2 separate regions of the Mus musculus genome follow, and region 2 is linked to region 1. The links are chromatin contacts, called in public Micro-C maps. All regions are on one chromosome and are shown on one strand. Each heading gives the region's core, a stretch centred on a gene start, on an enhancer-like site or on the middle of the called end of the contact. The rest is flanking DNA. Distances are from core to core; before and after follow the strand shown. Region 1 holds the start of 2610318M16Rik (RIKEN cDNA 2610318M16 gene). Region 2 overlaps Cfap20dc (CFAP20 domain containing).

Region 1 (5,980 bases), core at 1,099-3,598:
GTGAGATTGGTGATCAGATATTGTGAATCCTTCCAAACTGCCATTGTAAATGAGTTGAAAGTGTTCCTCCTTGGGGTCTAGTTAGCTGCCCAGAGAGAATCCTCAGGGATATAACCTCTGTACTGTGTGCAGGAATTCACCCTCTCTCAGCTAAAGTCAGTCAATCCTAAAGAATAGATATGATGACATCTATTGCTGTGGCCTCTGGCCTCCACGGTTCCAGCTGCAACCTCTCCCCATTTAGCCTCTCTCACATCATTCTATTTTTATTTAAATATCATCATCATACTACTTGGATGTTATCTAACTCTACTTCCTAGAACAGGATGTTTTTGAAGGCAAGGGTTTTATTTTGTATACAGAGCATGTATTAATATGTATTTGACGAATGAAAGAAAAACAGATGTATGCATGTATGTATGTAAAGATGGATAGATAATGAGTACAAGAGTGGATGAGTGGGCAGATGGATGGATGGGTGGGTAGATGGATGGATGGGTGGGTGGATGGGTTCAGCATTTTCAGAACAGGATACAGCTCTCCAGCCTCCCCTGGCTTACAGGCATTAGTGACTCCAGCCCCTACACTGGGGAGCAATCCCATACATGGAGGGATACCAAGAGCTTTGCCTTGCAAGGACCAGAAAGCATAACCATATGGTCTCATTTGCTTTAGGGGATACTCCTTGTCCTCTGGCGCAAAGTGGAATTCCCCTCGGGCCCCAGTCCACACTTGGCAGCACCCATTCTGTGGCAAGTACTATACTGACAGCTTTAAAACAGATGATCTCAACTCATCTACTAAATCTTTGTGCTTGGTAATATATTACTTCACCGATGATGAAACCGAGGCTCGAAGAGATAGCTGCACTCCCATGATTACTTGGAAGGAGTAAGGTTGGAGTCCAGGAAAGTAAGTAAGCTGACTCCCAATCAGCTGCCACGCCTTCTCAGAGTTGCTAGGGAACATAAATGGGGTGTGTGTGTGTGTGTGTGTGTGTGTGTGTGTGTTGCACTCACTCTGCATTTCAATGCCTGTACAAAGGGGTCCAGGACGAGTGTGTGCCCTAAAGACCTTTGTCTCACCACTGAGGACCCTGCAAAGCCATCCTTGAGGTTGGTATGCGGCCTCTGACTTCTGGCCAGGTGTTTCTAAGCTGGGATTCTAGGCAGAGGGGGCCACTGGAGACAGCAGTGGTACAGCTCGCCCAGCCGGTAGATGTATCCAAACTGCGGGACACAGGCAGCCCAGGATAGCTAAAACTGTGACCCAACACATGAAATCACAAAAATCATAAACTTAAAAACATTCAAAGGTTTTTGGTTTTTTTAAATGAATGGAAAGGTGGCTTAGTGGGTAAAGAACTGGCTTCACAGGTATGAAGGCCTAAGATCAGGTCCCCAGCATACGCGTCAGAGTCAGTCCAGGGATCTCTGACCTCAGCACTACCAGAAGATGTATGTGAGCAGAGACAAGCATGTCCTGGGGGTCTCAGAGCTGGGGAATTCCAAGTTCAATAAAACACCCTGTCTCAAAAAACAGAGATTGAGAAGCAAACAGCTGACATTACCTCTGACATCTATGCACACCTGTGCACACACATGTGCCACACATGCGCACACACACACACAGCTTTATTTATGTATTTATTTATAGTAACTTATTAGTGGTTATAATGTGTGGACTTTGTAGATGACACAGTTATGTCACAGTATCCAAAGGTTGGACACACCAATAGGGATAAGGTCTTGTCCTCTGTTCTCCCAGGTTTCCCTGCGTGATGTCCTCCTGGAGTTCTTGCTGGGGCCTTAGACAAGAGATACTGAACCATCTCTGAGGCTGGGATAGGTAGACACTGATGATAGCAAAGTGAGCCCAAACAAATTTTAGAGCCGACTCCCCAACCCCCCCCCCCCCCCCCAAAGCTGCAGATCCCTGGTACCTGCCACTCTCATCCTGTTGAAGTGAAGAATGGGTTGCGGTCAGGTCAGCGTTAACCTGTGCAGAAAAACAAAACAAAACAAAACAAAAAAACAAAACAATTGCAAACTGACCTCTAGGGTCTGAAGATGAGAGTGGGTGCTGGAACTATTCCTTTCACCTGCCCTGTGAGCAGAGGAGCCACTTTTGTCCCTTCTACCTCAACATCTCCAGGGATCCTGTATTTCACCTAATGACTCAGAGATTAGCAAGTAGATTTTCATAGTTGATTTACCTTCATTCCCTTTGTTATCATGGCAGCATTCTAGGCTCCACCCAACAGTTACCTAGCAACAGCCAGGTCGACCTGCTTGCTTTTCTTTGCTCTCTCTGACCCCTTTCTCACTCTCTCTCCTTCCCTCCCCCCTCTCTCCTTGCATTCATCTTCCCCCTCCTGCCCCCCTCCCCCATTCTTTTCCTGCCTACACTCTGACTCTAGTCCCTTCTCAACCTTGCTTCCCAAGCCCCAGATAAACTCTATTCTATACTAGCAGGCCTGGCAGGTACCTCAGAGGGGAGGGATGCCTCAGCACGGGCGCGCTACAAAACATACTGTTTTTATGAAACCTATCACCCTTCTCCGCTCTCTCTCTTCCTGCCTCCCTCCCTTTCTCCATCTCTTCCCCACTCCTGCCTGACTGTCCAGGGCTGTCAGCCACTCAAAGCACCAGTAAAAGGAAGTGACTTTTGTTGCTGTGTGGAGATAGTAGTAGGCAGGACAGGTGTTCCGCAGGCAAGCTTCTGCCAGGTGCCTTATGAATATCTCTTTTCATGGATCTGTAAGGACAACTCACTATGGTTAAGCCCAAGGCCATTCAGCAGGGAGAAGGAAGGGGACAGATTTGGACACACATCTGCTGCTACAGGGTCCCTGGGTCCCCTCAGGGTTTGACTTCTTGTACTTTTTGTTTCAGAGGAGAGCTGAAACCAGGATTTTCTCCCTTCTTGTGTCCCAGGCAGGGTCTGGGTCATTCTTTTAAGCCCTCAGTGTTGTCCTGAGGAGCTGAGCAGTTGCCAGAAATGTGCCAGCTTTGAGTCTCCTGGAGGCCAGCTGGTGCTTAGGAGAGGAGGGGGGGGGGGCTGGGTGGATGGAGCCTGGGGCAAGTGACCTTTCATTCCCTTCCTCCCCTCCCCCCTAATTTTTTTCTCCCAAGAATCTATCTTAACAGACATCCTTTCAACAGTCTCCAGTGTCCAACTGCCAAGGACTCGGGTAAGGCTGGAGACAGAACTACACACCCACAAGCCTGACTGCATCAGGTCAAGCCTTGCGGCTCTCTCTGTGTCTGTCTATACAGGAGGACTGAGGCTGGATCTACCCTCACTTTTAAACAATGGTAACATTGCTGATCCCTCCAGTGGGAAGACCTACTGTCATCACCTCCGGCAGGGCTCCAGAGTCAGGGATCTGAGCTGTTACCTTGTTGTGTGCCTGCTCCTTCCACCTATAACTCCCCTCAAGAAAGCTTTTACAAAAAAAAAAAAAAAAAAAAAAAGAAAAAGAAAAAAAAAAAAAAAGAAAAGAAAGCAAGCTTTTACAGACCCTTTAACTCCCCTGAGAGTCAAATGCCATTTTTTTCAGATATAAAATATATTGTCATGGCATGGGGGTCCTTGGAACGTGCCTTGTGGCTCAGAGGCTCCCCCAGATGAGAACTAAAGGACATCCTGGCCCCGCCCTCCTCCCGCCACTACTGTGTAGTATGGGGGCAGCCAGGGTAGACGGTCAGAGCTGGGATAGGACAGACATGGGCAGTAACAGAGTGTGCAAAAAAAGCAGACCTGAGCCAGGGCTGAGGAAGGAAAAATTAAGAATGAAACAGAAGCAGAGGTGGAGGGTAACGGGCAGGGGTTTGAGGGAGGAGGAGATGAAGAGTGAGGAGTCTTGGTGGATACTCAGACACCTGAAAATCAGGCAACATTATTTAGGGGAGGAGAGAGGGCCAGGGCACACAGAAGACTCTGGCTGGGTAGCCAAGCTTGGAAGGATCTGGTTTCAGGGTTGGGGTGGAGAGCAGCACACAGTACTGTCTTGGCCATGGGTTCTCCAGCCTGAAATCCTACCTGCTTGAGTTCTTGGCTACCACCTGACACCCAAAGAGCTCCCTGACCTCCAGAGTCCCCAATGAGCTCATCTTGGTGGCCAAGTGGGTGCTATGGGGTCTGAGCTTAGGGCTGGCATGCTTCTGGGGTGGGGGTAGGAAAAAAAGCACCAGGAGTAGGTGACATGTGTGGGGAAGGAGAGTTCTCTCTGCAGCCATCAATATGTGAGAAAAGCTTCCTTGTCACAACTGGTCATTAGGGTTGCAAAGTTTCAGGGGAGAGGTCTCCTCGTTCTAGATGCAGCCAGGCCTAGTGGCCTAGGGCACTGATATAACTGCAGAGCAGTGCTCATCCAATTGTAGCATTTTCTACAATACACAACAGGTAGAGAGGGTGTGGGGGAGGGAATAAAGGGAGGGTTGTGAGGAGGCCCCCAGCTGCTGTGAGCTGTGCTCTCCTGCCCTGACCAGAGAGCCACTCAAGCCCTCCCTGTCCTTGGCCTGTCCCTCCCCCACTCTCTAATGATTTCTGTCTCCAGATCAGCTTACAAGCTCTGACATTTTCTTCTCCCCAGCTAGCTTTGTGACTGTAGGTCCAGGACCACATAAGCATTGAGGAATGCTCAACAAATATTCAGGGATGGGATGAATTGAATCCGGCGCAGTCTCACTTCAGCGAGGCCAAGTCATTTCTAAGGCCACACAACAAACTGTGGACTTTATTCCTGGAGCATTTGCTGAACATCAAAGCCAGGCTGAGCACCAGGCACACCAGGCACAGGGGAATGACTGTGACAAGTTACACTTTGGAACACTCCTGGAACTTGCATTAACTAAGTCCTTGGTCTGCACACTAAGAGTCTATCTCTGGAGCAATCTTAGTTTGTAAGACTCCTAGTAAAAAACCCACTTTCTCTGGGAAGACTTCTCTGGCCCTGGAAGTCAAGGTTAAACATGTCCATGTGGTCCTGAATAGAGGCACATTCATCATGTTACCTTAACCTGACACATGGGGCTGACAACCAGCCTTCTTGGTGTTTGTGGTTGCTTTTGAAGTTAGCATATGACCCAGGCAAGACCAATCAATCAGATGCTTTACTGATACGGAGAGACACTGGCTAAGATCTCTCCCTGGATCTGCTTCTGTTAAGTCTGGGGTCAATTCCATGTATCCTTTCCCAACAGGGAGGGACATGACCTGCCAGAGGGGGCTGGGCAGTATGTGAAGGGCTGATCATGGAAGAATCAAACAGTGATGAATGCGCTCTACTGAGAAAGATGCCACGTCTGGGGGTCAGGCAGACTGGCTTGCTGCTTGTAAGGTTGTGTAGGGGGTCTTAATTCTCTTTTTGAAAAAGAGGTGATACTATCTACCTGTTGTGGAAGGGGTCAGGCCGCAGGTCACCCTTTATAGAAGGGCTGTGGGCTTGAGACCACCCTGCCATCTTGCATACAGGGCTCAGTGTCCCTACTCTAAGTTTGGGCTCCTTCTTGGTATCATTCCCATAGGGATGTTTAGTCTTTCTGTGGGATCACAGTATCACCACAGCATCTCTGCCTGCTGCCTGTGACATCTCCTTGCCTTTTCTTTCTTCCACAGTGTTAGGCATTAAATGTAGGACATTGAACATGCCGGACATGCTTTGATACAGAGCTCCATCTCCCACCACTCCAGTCTTCATCGAGGCATTTCATAAAGGCCCTACAGGATCCAGAATGTCTGTTTGTTTCCTGGAGCTCTGTGACTTTCAGCTCAACCATGACCTGCCCAGAGGCAAGGTAGCCAGTGAAAGGAGCCACTCTCCCTAGGCTGGGGACAGACTGTCAAAGAGGGAGGGTCAGAGCATCTCATCAGCATCTCTAGTGACGTGAAAACTTCATTGGCTAAGTTCCAACTCTTGGACCTTCCCTGTCTTCACGAAGTCCCCTCCATCAACACCCTTGATCTGCTTTGTGGA
Region 2 (5,652 bases), core at 2,257-4,756, 240 kb after region 1:
GATAGTCAGACATGGATTGGTAGCCTGAGAGGTAATTTAAGCTTTGAACTCAACACTAGAAAAGTAATTATAAACTTTACCACCCATTGCATTTAAATTACCACAGGAGTAATAGGAGGAATCTGAGCTTTCTTGAGGTCTATTAAGGAAAAAGTATTTTCCCAAGTCAAAAGAAAGCAGCCTATGTCTGGCCCTAGGTGGAGACATTCTCACCTCCTCCAAAGAGGTGACGTCACACACTGTCTTGGTGGATTTGTAGACAACCTGGCCAGGAGATGCCCCCCACATAAAGCTAACTTACCCGGACCTAAGTGATGGGAGGAATAACTGTCCCCCTTAAAGGGATTACATCCATATTCTTTCCGAAAATCTTTCCCCTATGTAGTTGTTTGCAGAGCTTCCAACATGTAGCCCTGAGGTCTGGGCGTGCTTTCCCGGACCTGGCTCTCCATTGTTCTCTGAAACTATTCTACTCTTCTGTCAAGTGAGTGCTTACTCCCAGAACTTTACAATCTCTTCCTCTTCTCTATTCTTCCTCCCCACAGCTGCTAAGTTTTGCAGCTCGCTTACCCTTTTGTTTTGCTCTCAAGCACTTATAAAATTGTCCTTAATCTTCTTTTTGAGTTTAGAGTTTAGGTGCTCTTAAAGAGACTCAGAACCCTAGTTGCCCAGGTATAAACTGGTTCCATCTTGTTTGCCAGGGTATACAGGGCCTACCTCCCTATCAATGCATTGTAAACTTATGTATAAAAAGAGCTTTCTGGGACAGAGAGATTGCTCAGCAGTGAAGTGCTTTGGCTGCTCACTCAGAGAAACTACATTTGGTTCCTGGCACCTACATTGAATAAAATACATCCCACTTTAACTCCAGATCTAGGGATTGGCCACACATGGCATACATACACAGACAGATATACATGTACACAAACATAAAAGATTTTTTTAAAGAACATTCTAACTATGATTCAGAGTACATTTGCTAAAGGCTTTATACAGTACTGTGGCAGACTAAAATCTCAACTTGATTACCCCAAGTTCTGGGCACCTTCTCCAGTTATGTGTGTGATGAATTTTCAAGTATACTCATATTGTACTCTTCTGCCTTCCTTTTAAAAACTCTATGTAACTATAGAGAGAAGACACATGGACACACCCAAGTGCACACAAAAACAGCTCACTGTGCTTACTTTACATCCCAGCTTTATGTTGTGGCAGTACTGTAGCTCATAGGTTTAATTTATAGCCAAGTGTAAGACATTGGGCTTAGCCTTTCTCATGCATGCAGCCCTTTTCTGGTTCTGAGCTTCATTACAGATGGCTGAGGCTGGAGTGTGGTGGCTGGATAACTTGGGCATTACCTGAGCTTCTATCTGATAAGAATTCTATGAGGCAGAAAAAAGCCAGTGTCATTATCCTAAGATTTTTTTTTTTATTGGAGAAACTGTAGCTCACAAAGAAAGTTAAATAACTTTCCCACGGAGGCAATCAAATTAATGTCAGAGAACACAAGTATTTAAAGCCAGAGCTGTTCTCCTCAGCGGCAATACAGCCTCTCTCTTCTCCACTCTTTGCTACACACCTTTAATACAGGCATCCCATGTTTCATACAGGCATGCTATGTTTAATACAGGCATGCTATGTTTATGCAGGTATACCAAGCATCTAAACTGCACTTTATGTATATGTATTTCTAGACACATCAACAAACCAGCAAATATACTTTCCAATCATGTTTTCTTTGAATTGCCAACTTTTGAAATGATAACATAAATCTTTCAAACTGAAATTAGCAGGAAGACAAGGGATGAGTGGAGTGAAAGAATAAGGAAAGTCAACAACTTGGTTTGAGTAAAGAAACATAAGATCAAAAATATCAACTGCTAATTGTGGGGTGGGGAAAGCCCTTCACAGCCCCAGCTCTGCCTCTTTGCCTTTCTCGTACAGCAGGTGGAGCTCTGGTACCGTGTGAGGTGACAGGATGCCTCTCCCTCTGAGGAGGAAATCCAATCCACTCTAAGCATCTCCATTTTCTTTTGCATTTCCAAATGATCCCTTTTCTGGGTTTTTGAAACATTTTTCCTCTGTGCTCTGAGACCCCTCTGGCCACAGTACCTACACCTCTTTTCTCTGCCTCGACAGAGGGTTACTGTCTTCACTGCACAGCCTTATGGGGCACTTAGAAGAGAAAATTAGAAGATATAGTTGCACAAAGCAGCCTGCCTCTCTGTGTCTCTCTGTGGAGACTTTTTCCATCTACTGAATCTATTTTTTAGACTGAAAATTTTCCAAAACAGCTACCACCAAATCTTCATGTTTTCAACTGTAATTCTGTGGAAAATGTTGTCAATAATTTCCCATCAAAACCTTATTATAGAAATTTAAAAAATTTTTTATCTAAAACAACAAAAGGAGTTAGAACATTTCTAAAATTAGAGTATTATTTTTATTAGGAACCATTAGGGGAATCAACTATTGGTATTTTACTAAGCCAGAATAAGCTAGCTGCATTCAGATCACTCGCCCTTCTACTCACAGATAGGTGCAGCCCTCACTCCTTTCCAAGGAAGCTCCTTTTGATGACACATAGAGACTATCTCAGAACTACAGTTGGTCAAAATAAAGGCGGTGCCTGACAATGGGATGCTCACAGCCAGTCGCTGCACCATACTTGAGGCTCAGGAAAAAGCATGGCAGAGGAGATGGAATAACTGACCGTAAGAGCCAGCAGATCAGCTCATCTGCTGCTAGACTGTGTCTTCTAGACACAGCAGTCTGTTCCCATGAGATCTCAATGCTATGGCTGCTTAGATAAGACCCACATAATGGCAAAACTAATGAATATGCCGATGCAGGTAGGGAAACCTCGCAAGGCCTCACTCCTACATGAAGCGGCATAGGCAGTCTAAGGTTGATGAGAGACGGAGAACCAGCTTTCTCTGGGGAGCAGCTACCTGATAGGTTATCAAATTCCAAGTGGTTGGAGCACATTGTATATACAAGCAACACTAAATGGATTCAGTAGATTTTGTATGTGAGTGAGTATGCATGTATACATATGTAGGTAACTAATAAAGAATAGATCTGAAATTTGAGAAAGAATGGAAAGGACATAAGAGGAGTTGCAGCATAAAGAGGGAGGGGACTGTTATAAATATAGTACTCTAGTATGAAATTCTCAAAATAATACATTTAAATTAAAAAGAATATCTAAAGTTCATCTTCAAACAAAAGATAAAGATCTAATATGACTATAAAGATTACTTTTCTTTTGTTTTGTTTGTTCTGTTTCGTTTCATTTTGTATCATCCCGACTGAGTGATCACAGCCTTAGTTAAATATTTATTCTAGGAATATAGATGAAAGTTGGTGCAAGTTAGACAGCTTTGTAGAACAGACTGCCTCCCAGATGTTGATGGCCTCAGCTAGTCAGTCCTAGGGAAACTGTGTAGGAGAGACCATGCTCTCTGCCTGCTTTTGGGTGGGGCAGCAGTCCTCTCCTTTGTGATGTGGAGTCACGCCTTGACAGGTCTTTCAGTCTGAGCTGAGTCACCCACTCCAGGCACTCCACTCTGCTCCCTATGGATTATGGGACTTCTCTGTCTCCATCACTGCACTACGTTCATAAGCCAAAGCCATAGAAGAAAGACACAACACAGGTACCAGGAATGCTTCTCTGGACACCCTAGAGTAATATAATATATTTACTAATTTTATGTTACTCTTTTGGCTATAAATGAATCAAGACTGTCTTTACTTGTGAGCATCCCTTCCTGAATAACACCAGATTCTGTTTCATTGCCAAGCAGTGTCATTTCCAAACTTATTTATACAAATACATGTCACCTACTAACAAACTAAGTACCAAACCAACAACCAAACAACAACAAAAGACAGCTGTGGTTTATGCTAACTGCAACAAATGAGCAAAAAGCTGTTATGGAGAAAATTTTTATTTACCTTAGTAACATATCTTAAACAGATTTTTCAGGCCAGGTGTATAAAGGAATCTCCTCACTGCCTACTGTATCCTGTGCCAAGAAAACAAACAACAGCAAAGATCTGGTCTGAAGCTGTTTATTATTGATCAACAAAGATGACAGGAAGCTAGCACCAGAATGTAAATAAGCTTTCTCACCAAGAACACTCTTTTTTTCCTACCAGAAGCTTTCACAGAGGAAAAGCACCGTATTACACTGTGGTCCAACTTCCTTATCTCACAGCAATGGCCACTTTGAACAACACTGTTCTCTGATTTTAAAAGCTCTCAGGTGTTACTTTGTTTTTATAATACATCAGTTTTATTGAACTCTTATTATGTACACAGTACTTGCACTAATATATTCAGTCCTCTCAAAACCTTTGTGAAATTTGTCATCATAATCATCGTCATCATCAGTGCCATCATCAACATCCTCTTCCTCCTCCTCCTCTCCCTCCCCCTTCTCTTCCTCCTCCTCCTTCTCTTCCTCCTCCTCCTCCTCCTCCTCCTCCCTTCTCAATGAAAACAACTGCAGCACAGTGTTTCCAGACAGTTGGCAGTGGCCTAGGATGTGATCTAGAGAGTGGGTGATGATTGATGTCTGGGTGATGAATGTATTGACCACTTCATATACGATCTTGAAATGTGAATCCTAACGACAGCTTACTGAGAGAGGCTTTATTGTCTCCATCTCAGAATGGAGGGGCAATGTCCCCAGACTGCGAGTTTCCCAGAGACAGTGAAATAATTTATGCCTGCCTGCTCTCTTTGGTAGCCTTGAAGGACCCTGGGCTGACAGGCATTGTAAAGAATTACTATGGCCTCCGCCTTTGTGAAGTCAGACATATTACCAGTGACCCAAGTACCCGATAGATAAGATGTTTTGCCTTGGGCAAGTGGAGGTTAAAGAGTGTGTCTGTGTGTGCATGCTCGAACATGCACGTTTAGAGGCCAGAGGCTGCCATTGGATAGCTTCTGTAATCATCCTCCAACTCATCTCTCACTAAAGCCAGAACTCACCAACTGACTAGACTGCCTGGGTAGTGAACCCCAGCGATCCTCCTGTTTCTTTCCTCCCCAGTCTTTGGGCTACAGACATGAGCAACCACATCCGTTTGTTTGTTGTTGTTGTTTTCTTTCTTAATGGGTGCTATGGATCAAAATAAGGTCCTTAGGTTTGTGTGTCATGCATTTCACTAAGCTATCTTTCTAGGCCATAATGACTTCTTTTAAAGACATACTCAAACCCTAAGGCTCAGGAGAGGACAAGTCTAGTCACATTGAGTTGTGAATGACTGAATGTCTAGGCACTTCTCTCAATACTGATGTCCACAGAGATCTCCTACAAGATCTGACTTCTGCCTTGGGAGAAAGGTATAGAGAATGTGATCCAGTAAGAGCTTAGACAGCCAGTTCCCACAGATGCCAAGGTAAGGATAGTATGTACAATCTACTTTCCAAACACAGGGTTGAGCATGTTAGAGTCCAGAGTCCAGCAAACACTCAGCTGGTGTTTGCTCCTGTGTTGTTTGGATAATGTAAGGTACTGCCCAGACATGACTGAGTGAGCCTCTGAAAAGCTTCCAAAGATCCCACTGCAGTACTGACTCTGGTAATAGCTGTCCCAGAAATAGGGCTTCCCTTTCAGCATGCATGTCCCAGGAAGAGGCTGC

Evidence for each region. Hi-C and Micro-C count contacts between places; a contact is called where the count stands out from the background.
Region 2: a Micro-C map of embryonic stem cells shows a contact between it and region 1, with 4 times the contacts expected there. The contact joins the enhancer-like site here to the promoter of 2610318M16Rik in region 1. A contact is called at or near these places in 3 of 39 promoter capture datasets (embryonic stem cells and stem cell-derived epiblast-like cells), 85 of 484 Hi-C or Micro-C datasets (the 3T3-L1 cell line, 3T3-L1-derived adipocytes, the AML12 cell line and 38 more), 4 of 115 datasets of contacts at active chromatin or transcription factors (astrocytes and embryonic stem cells) and 1 of 9 other capture datasets (embryonic stem cells).

What each region holds. Positions count from the first base shown.
Region 1 is chr14:8,365,092-8,371,071 of GRCm38.p6, forward strand. It overlaps 2610318M16Rik (RIKEN cDNA 2610318M16 gene), which reads left to right and starts at 2,349. Exons shown (of 4, transcript NR_151471.1): 1 at 2,349-2,483; 2 at 2,627-2,728; 3 at 3,150-3,193; 4 at 5,623-5,980. Oit1 (oncoprotein induced transcript 1) reads right to left here. Exons shown (of 10, transcript NM_146050.2): 2 at 1,943-1,998. The coding sequence starts at 1,955.
Region 2 is chr14:8,606,800-8,612,451 of GRCm38.p6, forward strand. All of the region lies in intron 4 of Cfap20dc (CFAP20 domain containing), which reads right to left. Among named protein-coding and RNA genes, the nearest start is that of Cfap20dc, 57 kb to the right of the region's middle. Within about 2 kb of position 3,507, at least 8 of the 459 cell types and tissues checked have an H3K27ac peak or open chromatin away from gene starts, as enhancers often do. A contact at or near this core is called in the AtT-20 cell line, embryonic stem cells and trophoblast stem cells, where this site is marked.